Linked DNA regions of Sus scrofa: region 1 is linked to region 2. A link is a contact called in public Hi-C data. All regions are on one chromosome and are shown on one strand. Each heading gives the region's core, a stretch centred on a gene start, on an enhancer-like site or on the middle of the called end of the contact. The rest is flanking DNA. Distances are from core to core; before and after follow the strand shown.

Evidence for each region. A called contact is a pair of places that touch in the nucleus more often than the background predicts.
Region 1: a Hi-C map of liver shows a contact between it and region 2, with 4 times the contacts expected there. The contact joins two enhancer-like sites. A contact is called at or near these places in 2 of 47 Hi-C or Micro-C datasets (epiblast stem cells and liver).

Annotation. Positions count from the first base shown.
Region 1 is chr1:22,450,557-22,455,943 of Sscrofa11.1, reverse strand. No RefSeq gene overlaps it. Among named protein-coding and RNA genes, the nearest start is that of HIVEP2, 210 kb to the right of the region's middle. Within about 2 kb of position 1,738, at least 17 of the 83 cell types and tissues checked have an H3K27ac peak or open chromatin away from gene starts, as enhancers often do. A contact at or near this core is called in liver, where this site is marked.
Region 2 is chr1:22,208,220-22,213,201 of Sscrofa11.1, reverse strand. No RefSeq gene overlaps it. Among named protein-coding and RNA genes, the nearest start is that of HIVEP2, 30 kb to the left of the region's middle. Within about 2 kb of position 1,866, at least 17 of the 83 cell types and tissues checked have an H3K27ac peak or open chromatin away from gene starts, as enhancers often do. A contact at or near this core is called in liver, where this site is marked.

The DNA of each region.
Region 1 (5,387 bases), core at 489-2,988, 240 kb before region 2:
TGAGCTGGTTGCATTATCCAGATATTAATAAAAACAAAATTCTTTTGAGAAGAGTTGCAACATAACTTCTCTATTTCACCCCAATACATGACCCTAAAACTGTACAGGAGGAGAAGCCCTATACAGAAAAGTTAACATTTACTTAAATAAAAGTTGATCATAAAAGATGAACAAGCACTCTAGAACAGATAACCAACATAGTCACTTGCTGTAGTTAGTATTAGCATGGGAGAGTGGGCTAGGCAGACTGATTAGATGATTTGAATATCTGAATATGATGATATATGTGATCTGATATGATAAGATGAAAGTAAAGTTGCCCACTTAGTGACTCAGTGTACATTTGGTGACTGGAGGAAAATAACTCAACTCAGTTGTAATGAAAATCTAAAGTAACCAAGATAACAAAACACACCCACCTCAGGAATACTGGGGATGTTGGATAAACAATATCTTTCTGTCATTTTTTTTTTTCCTGTTCTTAATCTCCAATCACAGTCTGGGTGAAAACCATGAGACTGGTTGGAGCTGAGACGGTCCTCCTTTCAGGAGCAAGGAGTCAGTCCTGGAGCGAGAGGTAATATTAAAGCCAGGAAGACAGAGTTCATCACCAAAGGGTGAGGCAAGTGGAGACTACAAAAACACAGTCATGTCATTGGGCTGGTCAGCTGAACAGAAGAGAGAGCCCAGAAGCCCCAGATGACTAGAACAAATATCCCTTTCTCTGGTTCTCCACTTCTGAAGCTTGGGCAGACACACCTCTCCAAGGTTTCCCCTGGGATTTGAGTCATAAGCACAGCTTTTGCAGTAAAAGCTGTATTTTGTCACTGGGCTTTGAATGAACCCCCAAGATGTCAGGGAAACTCCCAACATCCTCTTAGCCAAAAGCAGCAAAATATTCTATTTTCTTGAAGTTTTCAAAACCATAAGTGCTTAGGGAGGTTACTGTCCCAGATGGCAGATACTCTTTAGTCAAGTTATTTTATCCAACCCTCAAAGAGGCTCCTTCCAGGATTTAAACTCTCTAATTGCACAGTGTTATGGACTGAATATTTGCATTTCCTCAAAAAAAAATTCATGTATCAAAGCACTGACCCCAATGTGATGGTATTTGCAGGTCGATCTTTTAGGAGGTAATTTGGTTTAAATGGGGTCATGATGGTATAGGACTTTCATGATGGGATTGGTGACTTCATAAGAAGAGAAAGAGACACCAGAACTCTTTGTCCACTATGTAAATAGACAGTGAGAAGGCAGCCTTCTGCAAGCCAGGAGGAGGGTTCTCAGCAGGAACAGAATCAGCCGGAACCTTGTCTTGAACTTCCCAGCCTCCAGAAATGTGAGAAATAAGTGTCTGTGGTTTGAATTACCTAGTCTATGATATTTTGCTAGAGCATCCCAAGCAGACTAATATGTACAGGCTGCATAACTCATGACAATATGTTAGTATCTATTAAATTTCTTTTATTTTCACAGATCCATTGAAAATTCTTTGGAGAATAAGTAGAGATATGTGAAGAGCTCTAGAACGATTTCCACAGCTCTTGGAAATATACACTCTAAGCCTGAGGATTTGAGTGTGTGAGCTCAGGCTAACTCAGTTTTCTGGTTCAGAGAATATATCAACGGATCTTCAAGAACTAAAACAGAAAAGAATCGCACCAAACTGGATTAACCAGGGCTCCTCAAGTGAGGGCAAGCCCAGAACACCTGCCAACAGTTAAAGATTGTGACCTTCAGTCATTGTAACAAATTGCATAAGACTGATTTGGCCGAACTCCAGGTAACACTTCAGTGAGAACTACCAGGAAATTGCTAACGAAAAGCCAAGAAAAAATGGCTAGGAGTTGCGAGTTGCAATTTGCAGCCCCTCTTCTCCAGTGTAAGAATTTTATTTTTGCATTCCCATATGTGTGTGATAGTTTGTATTTAAAGGTTCAAATTTTGATCTATTTAATAGGATACTCTCAGAATCAATGTTAAAATCCCTTGCCTCATAAAGTATATACGAATATACCATCTCCTGGGGAAGGGCAGTGAGGGGAGTAGGCAGGGAAAAAAAGCCTTAATGGGCAAACAAGTGTGAACTCACATTCCCACGGACTTTGCAGTTTTCAAACAATTGGCTTTGCGTTCTGTGTTGTTTCCCTTGCCTCAACTTCCTCCTCATATCAGTAAACCCCAACTGGGTCTCTCAAATGATAGAAGGTCAATATGTCAGCATCTATGCCACACTCAAAGAATTGCTCTTGATTTTTTCTTGGTGAGGACATCCTAGACATTAATGTTTCCGTAAGTGGAGGAGATCAACATCCATCCAGACCGTCTGGGGATTTGGTGATGCACAAGCTACAGCACGAAACATCGCTAATAAATCATATTCACTGTTTCCTATTCCTGTAATGCAGGAAGTGCTGGTTCCACAGGCCCCTGTGCACTCAGAGATAAGGAAGGTTCTGCACTGTTCAGGGTTTTAGAAAGACCATTGGAATTTTGCACGAGATATGGAGTTTGCAGTCCTACACCGAGCAGACAGGAAGCCGTTCTCCATGTGTCATCACCCACTGGAGCTCCCTATCAGGACCTGGGAAACATGGATAGCTGGGATTCCTTCCTGGACTTGTTGTGTGTATGTTCAGATGAACTCACCTCCAAGTATCTCTCTGGCCACTGCTGTGGAATTTCATTCATGGGAGCAATGTCCATAGTAAATGAAACAGATCAAACTGTGTGTGGTTTCTTCTGCAGATAAGAAAGCAGGCTGAGATTTGAGAGCCTAGTGTCTAGTTAGAGAATCAAATGAATCAGTGGTTAAATTATTAATCATTTTTCTCTACGTGACTTGAAACGCATTCCCACCCCAAAGCAAGATAAGATAGAAGCAATGAGGTAAGCATGATAATAAGGATTGTATTGCTTGCGTCACATTTTGTTTGTATGTTTGTTTGTTTGGAGAGTTATTAGGGGGCAGGGCAGAGAGGATGGGTGGGTACAAGAGTGAATATCCACATTGTGAAAAGTCCCAAACAGGAGATAGTCAGAAACATTAAAATAATTCTATAAGGAGTTCCCATCGTGGCACAGTGATTAACGATCCTGACTAGGAACCATGAGGTTTCGGGTTCGATTCCTGGCCTTGCTCAGAGGGTTAAGGATCCAGCGTTGCCATGAGCTGTGGTGTAGGTCGCAGACGTGGCTCGGATCCCGCGTTGCTGTGGCTGTGGCGTAGGCCGGCGACTACAGCTCCAATTAGACCCCTAGCCTGGGAACCTCCATATGCCGCGGGAGCGGCCCAAGAAATGACAAAAAGACAAAATAATAATAACAGTAATAATGCTATAATAATGTTCAGTAGTTATGGATGATAGTATGAGAAAAAGAATGTATATACATGTATGACTGCGTGATTCCTATACAGCAGAAATTGGCACAACATTGTAAATCAACTACATTTAAATTTTCAAAAAAGAGTTAAGAAAAGAAAATGAGAGTTAAACACATCATAAAGCATGCAATGGCTTCAGTGTGAAAATTGTGTGTCCATTAATGTGGATGGAAGGAAACACGAGAAATGAAAGTAGTTATATTCTTGGAGGAGAGTGGGTCTTCTTGCTCCCCAGGACTGTCATATTCAGGATATACAACTGTTGGAACCGTGGGCAATGCCATTCCTGCTTTCTTTGGAATCTCTTTGGAAAGTACATTGACTATATTCTGCTATTAGGGAATTGTTTAGCGATCTGCTCTACAACGTTGTACCTAGAGGCCGCAATAGCGTGTTGTACACTAAATTTGTTAAGAGGTTTCATCTCATGTTAAGCATTCTTATCACAATAAAATCAATTTTAAAAAATAAAGTAAATTGAAGGAACGCCTGGGAAGCAGGCTGTTTTTCTTGCTTTGCTTTCAGAACTTGTTCACATTGGGAGCATCTGCACATTTCCCTCAGCCCCACAGCCTCCCCGCCAGGATTTCTGTATCCCAAACACTTCCCTGAAGTGAGTAAAGGACATATTTAAATGTTAGCCTTTTAAAATATTTTTCCACTGATAGGCTCAAAGTTTTCAGGGACTTTTTTGGTCATAGCAATCATGTTCTCACTTCCGTATCCTGTAGGGATCTACTAAGAAAGGCCATTTTTCTGCTCTTCAAGTGTCAAATCAATTCCACTGTAAATTCTGCCTGGTGAGTCAGATCCATAGCTCAGGTTAAATGTCTCGGAGTAATACGTGGTTTCTCGCCTTTCCTTTCATAGCATATCATGTCCTAAGACTATAAGCCTGACCATTCCTCACCCGAGCCCAAATCCCATCATATCTTCCCTGAACAACTATAAATGCTCCTAATTGGTTTCCTTGCTTCCACGCTTGCCCACCTGAGGACATTTTCCACAAAGTTGTCTGCAGATATCTTTTGACATCCGCTTATTACTCTGTTGAAAGCAAGAGACACCTTGAGAGAATGGATTAGATTTAGAGGTATTGATGTGGACTTGTGATTTCTAAAATGAGTACACACATTTGAGTATATGTATGCATCAATATCCATGGACATGGACACACACACATACACACACACACACACACACACCCCACATTTCCTGGTTCTATCTGCTAAAAGAACCTTGGAGCAATGCCACTCCCAGTAATCAAGTGAGCACATTTGCGCATCCAACACTCGACTTCTGACACCACTTCCATTCAAAGGACTCTGGGATGTCAGAGAAATGATTGTTTCCTGGGCTGGGATAACAGAAATGCAGTAAGATATGAAAAAAATCCCTTTATGTGAAAAAGTAAGGAAATGCTGCCCCAAAGTGATAAGGACTTGTCACAAGGACAAAGTGAACAATTTGAAGAAGCTCTCCTGGGGACAATTTGAGAAATAAAAATAATTTGGCCACTAAAAAAATAGGAATCTACAAGGCCACGTTGATGATAAATAATGAAGTAAAGAAGGAGGGAGAAGGGGCGGTTCTACTAACAGTAGAATGCTATAAATGTGCCGTGGGTACTGGGTATAGAAAACCATTATTTTGCAAGCATCACAGTGAAGGCAAATTCAGGCAAAGGTCATCAAGAAAGGCTAAATCTAGCGAGTAAATTTTGGTAAGGATCAGTGTATGTACATGGTTGCTTGTTGGTAACAAGGAAAAAACAATAACTATACAATGGACAACTGGATAACACCTTGGCTGAGTGATTAAAATTAATGTCACAAACAAGGCAGATGGACACTGAGTACCTCTAGATGGGAAATACTGAGAAGGGCAAACATCAGTTCTGTTATATTCCTGCCAAGAATGCTTAATCTGAATCTAATCATGGAGAAATGTTAGACAACCCCAAATGGGAATTGATCTATTAAAAGTGGGGTGATGCGGCAGG
Region 2 (4,982 bases), core at 617-3,116:
GAATCACATCTTTACTTGTGGTTTGAACTACATCACTTTAAATTTCTAATCCAGGATACATTCTCAAACTCCATATAGTATTATAGTATCTCCATGCCTTCCACATGGACTGTAGGTTCCTCGCTCTTAACATGGCCATTTTTTTTTCTTGTTAGCCACCCTATTTGCTTCCTTCCTGTACAGTTGACAGTGTCACCATCTATAATGGTCAGTTTTATGTGTCAACTTGCCCAGGCTATAGAACCCAGGTATCAGATAAACACTAATCTAGCTCTTGCCCAGAAGATATTTTTTAGATGTGGTTACCATCTATGCTCAGTTGCCTTTAAGTAAAGGAGATTATCTTTATAAGTTGAGCAGACCTCATCCAAGCAGATGCAAAGCAAAACTGAGGCTTTCCTGAAGAAGAAGAAATTTGGCCTCAAGATAGCAGCATCAGCTCCTGCTTGAGAGTTTCCAGCCTGCTAGCCTCCCCTACGCACTTCAGACTTGTCAGCACCCGCCATCCTAGATTTTGGTTTTCAGGGTTCTGATTCTCTGGGAAACCCTGAAACTGATGCCCCATCCAACCAGATATCCACACTAAGAATACAAGAGATTTCCATGACACTTTCTCCTCTGATAGCTTTCATCCAGTCATACCCTTTTCCAGTTGTTCTTCAAAATAATGATCAGATCTGATCTGATAATTCTGCAACTCATATCTTGTCCCTATTACCTCGACAGTCAAGTCTAAACTCCTAAGTAGTACACATGGCTATTAATTTTCTGGTCCCTGACTACTTGTCCAGAGTCATTTCTTACTGAAATACCCACTTCCCTGAACTTACCAGCTAGACAGAAATGCTTCCATACTTTTGAAGGCAGCCTCATATTTTACACTTCTAAGCATAAGCTGCTCCTAGTTTGAAATATCCTTCCATATAGCGCATATGGCAAAAATCTACTCTACTTCAAAGTCTTAGTCGAAACATCTTCTCTCCTATAACCCCCCATCTTCTCCATTAGAATTGATCAACTCTTCCTTTGTACCCCAGAGTTTTCTTGCATACATCACCCAAGCACAACCATAATATAGAAATTTGGTTTGTTTTTTTTTTTCGGTTGTTCATTTGTATGTTTGTCTTCCTCTGTTAAACTGTGAGACCTAATTCATTACCTAGTTTAGTAGATTCTTGTGGCAACAATTGCTAATGACCCATCAATATCTATTCTGAACCCTTCCACACTAACAGAACTAGCTAGGCACATGGCCACGTAAAACAAAGGCCACACGTCCAGCCTCCCTTGCAACATGATATGGCCAAGTGACTGAGTTCTGCAGTGGAATCTAGTGAAAGTGTCCCATGCCAGCATCCAAGAATCTTCCAGCCAATGCAGCTGTCACTTGCTCTTTGACCTTTCTTCCTGTTTTCTTTCGATCTACTCCTTGGAATGTGGAGGTGATGACTCAAGTTCCATTGTGGTTCTTGAGGAAGAGGCATGGTCAAGTGGAAAGCTGCAAGTAGCCTGGGTCTCCGAGGATTATCTAGGGCAAAGTCACAATGCCAGCCTTAGATTACTCACCTCTGCACTTTCAGTTGGGAAAGGAGTGAGCCTTTCACCACATATATGGTTATAGTAATGTCTTCACTTAGCACTCTTTTTCATATAAGCTTTGAAATCAGCTATGACACAAAGATTTGTTACTGGATCCAAGTCGGAGAGAGACTGATAAGCTCAGCAGTGAGCCGGCTGTGTTTGGGTTTTAAAGCTTGGGCCCAGTGTTTACATTTGGTCTTCCTGTTGTTTGTACAGGGTATCTTCTGCTTTTCAACCTCTGGACTTTGACTTAGTTCCAGCTCCAGTCCCCGGGAAACCCAGGCTTTGACACAGTCTGCTCTACTTGGCCAGTATCTGACTGACCAAGCCAACTCCATCTCCTACAAGTAGGGGTGAGTTAGGAAGTCAAACAAGGGAGAGGAATGGCTAGGTTAGAGCCAAGACTGAGGTGAGATAGGAGTCTGTGAGCTGAGTGGAGAAAGTGCCAGCAGCAGAGCAAAGAATTTGAGCCCGTGGTTAGTACACTGAGAAAGCAAAAGCAGGAAAGAAATATGGAAAACTGTTGCTAGGGTGATCTGATTTACTGCTTCAAAGACCATGCTCATTTCATGGCCAGATGAACTATTACACATTATGACCCTTTTCCAATAGGGTGTAGGAAATAGATACTCTGAGATACTCTAGAGGGAGTATAAATTGGGAAAAAGTTTAAGAGGGTAACTTGACAAGTCCCTTAAATATTTAATTGCACTTTCACTAGCAGCCAGATATTTTTAAAGGAAAGAAGGGGTTCGACTTTAATATTGTTCAAGATGTCCTATTTATAAAATAAGACAAATAGACCCAACTCTATTCCCAACAGTAAAAGAATTAAATCTAACAAGAAATACAGAAAACTCACATGAAGGCTGTATAATTTCATTGTGTTTATATGAGAGTTAAAAATCTCTCTTTAATATACTAGTATTTTTTATATATAGAAAACCAAAAGAAATAACTGATAAACATTATAGTTCAGTAAGATGATTAGAAATAAAAGAAATATATAGAATTAATTGTATACATCAGCAATACTAATTGGAAAATGTAATGAGGAAAAGATAGCAATTCAAATCAGTGAATAACTGCTATATTAATCAATAAATAGTTTGAGAAAATTTGATAGCTAAAATAGGAAAAATTATATTATTTTCCTTATACAATACAATCCAGGTGGTTTAGGTATGCAAATAAAGAATATAAAGAACAAAATATGAATATTAGTCAGGTTCATTACTGCTGAGTCACAATGGGAACTCCAAATAATTAAAAGATGAGAGTCGCAGGAGTTCCCGTCATTGCTCAGTGATTAACAAATCCAACTAGGAACCACGAGGTTATGGGTTCGATCCCTGGCCTCGCTCAGTGGGTTAAGGATCTGGCGTTGCCGTGAGCTGTGGTGTAGGTTGCATACGCAGCTCGGATCTGGCGTTGCTGTGGCTCTGGTGTAGGCCGGTGGCTACAGCTCCGATTTGACTCCTAGCCTGGGAACCTCCCTATGCAGCAAATGCAGCCCTAGAAAAGACAAAAAGACAAATATATATATATGGGAGCCCCCAAACAAAAGTATTTCTTGGTATAGAAAAAGCCTATTGTGACCCTCAGGAAAAGAAATTAAAAAACTGAAAAAAGAGAATACTAACAGTTGATTACGTATAATTAGAAACTTAAAATCCATAAAAAAAACTTGGTCAGTAAATAACAGACTAAGAGAAAATACTTGTGACATTGGGTTGAATATCTTTGTTATAAAGCAGGCCTACACATCAAGAAGAAAGTCAAATACTACTTAGGAAATGGGCAAAGAAAATGAAAAAGCAATTCACAGACTAGGTTTATAAATTAAGAACAAACAAAGGGGAAGTTGACCAACATCTCTAAGTAAAATACAGAGAAATTAAAATAAAATATTATCTAATACCTATTAGATTCATAAAGATTAAAAAATGTCTAATCAATGTGGAAGACAACAAATACCTCAAAAGAAAAATGAGCAAAGGAAAAAAATAATTTTTGTATATCAGATTAACAGAGGTGAAAAAGATAGACAGACGTAATGAAACAGGATAATTAGAGCAGTTAATATGTGTTTGTTCTTCCTGTAAGCATGTTCTACCCCCACTCCAGCCTTTCTGTTTTCTAATCTCATGGATTTTTCCAGATTCGGCAGGCAAAATCTGCCTGGCTTTACCTGTTGTTTATACACAACTGAACTTATTGACAAAATTGTCTGGCTTCACAAGGAGTTGGGGAGAAGGTCGAAAGAGAAATGGAGACAAAGACGGAAGAAGACAGGGTGATCTACAGGGAAAGAGAAGGTTGAGGTTCAAAGGGTTGTGAGAGCAGCAGGACTTGAGCTCCCGTGAGGACAGTACTCTGGGGAGTCTGGACACTAGCTCTAGGTTCACGGGTTTTTAAAGATCCCCAAGCATAGAGTGGAAACAGCAGAAACATCAGACGCCAAGAGATGGTGAGACCCTGACAACTAAGCATGGCTGTGGTAGCCCTGTGGACAGAAGGCTTCGGGGAGCTCTCTGCTGCACTGGAATAGTCTTAAGAATCCCCGTGGATTTTGCAAGACCTTGTGGCTTGGAGTGTGGGACAGGTTTGGAGGAGATCCCCAATTAAGGCTGTAATTTAATCCCTTTTCCCACGTCAACAGGATAGACCACTGAGTCTAATTTAACTGTTTTTTTTTTTTTTAAGTAAATAAGGAAATATGACATTTCTTATGCACCAAGATTCAGTGGCTTAGTTGCGACACTGTTAAACCAACATGTGGAAAAACAGGCACCACCAGAAAATAAGCATAACTATCCAGGAGAATTATTTAATACTGTGTGTTAAAATATAAAATGAGCAGTTTTTTTCATTAGCAATCTTAAGCCTAAGACTTTACACTAAAGAAATTTTTGAGCAAAGTAAATAGGTATACTGAAAAATTGCTTAAAATGGTGAAAGGTCTTGGACATTCTTCATGCCTATCAGTAGTAAATTCTTAAATAATTTATGAAATAAACCAGGGTACCTACATACAATGGACTATTCCGAAGCATTAAAAATGATTATGTGCTCAAAACATTAGTCCATAAAGGAATACAAATCAAAACCACAATGAGGTGCCACTTCGCACCCACTAGACTAACTATAATTTTAAAAAGGAAAGAAAATAACAACTGTTAACAAGGATGTGGAGAAATTGGAATCCCTCATGTGGCACTAGGGGGAAGGTAAAATGGAGCAGCCATTGTGGAAAACAGTCTGGCCATTCCTTAAAAACTTAAACATAGGATAATCATATGACCCAGCAATTCCACTCTTAGTTATAGATCTAAATGAATTGAAAATAGATGTCTGCATAACAGCATGTACATGTATGTTTATAGCAGCATTATTCATAA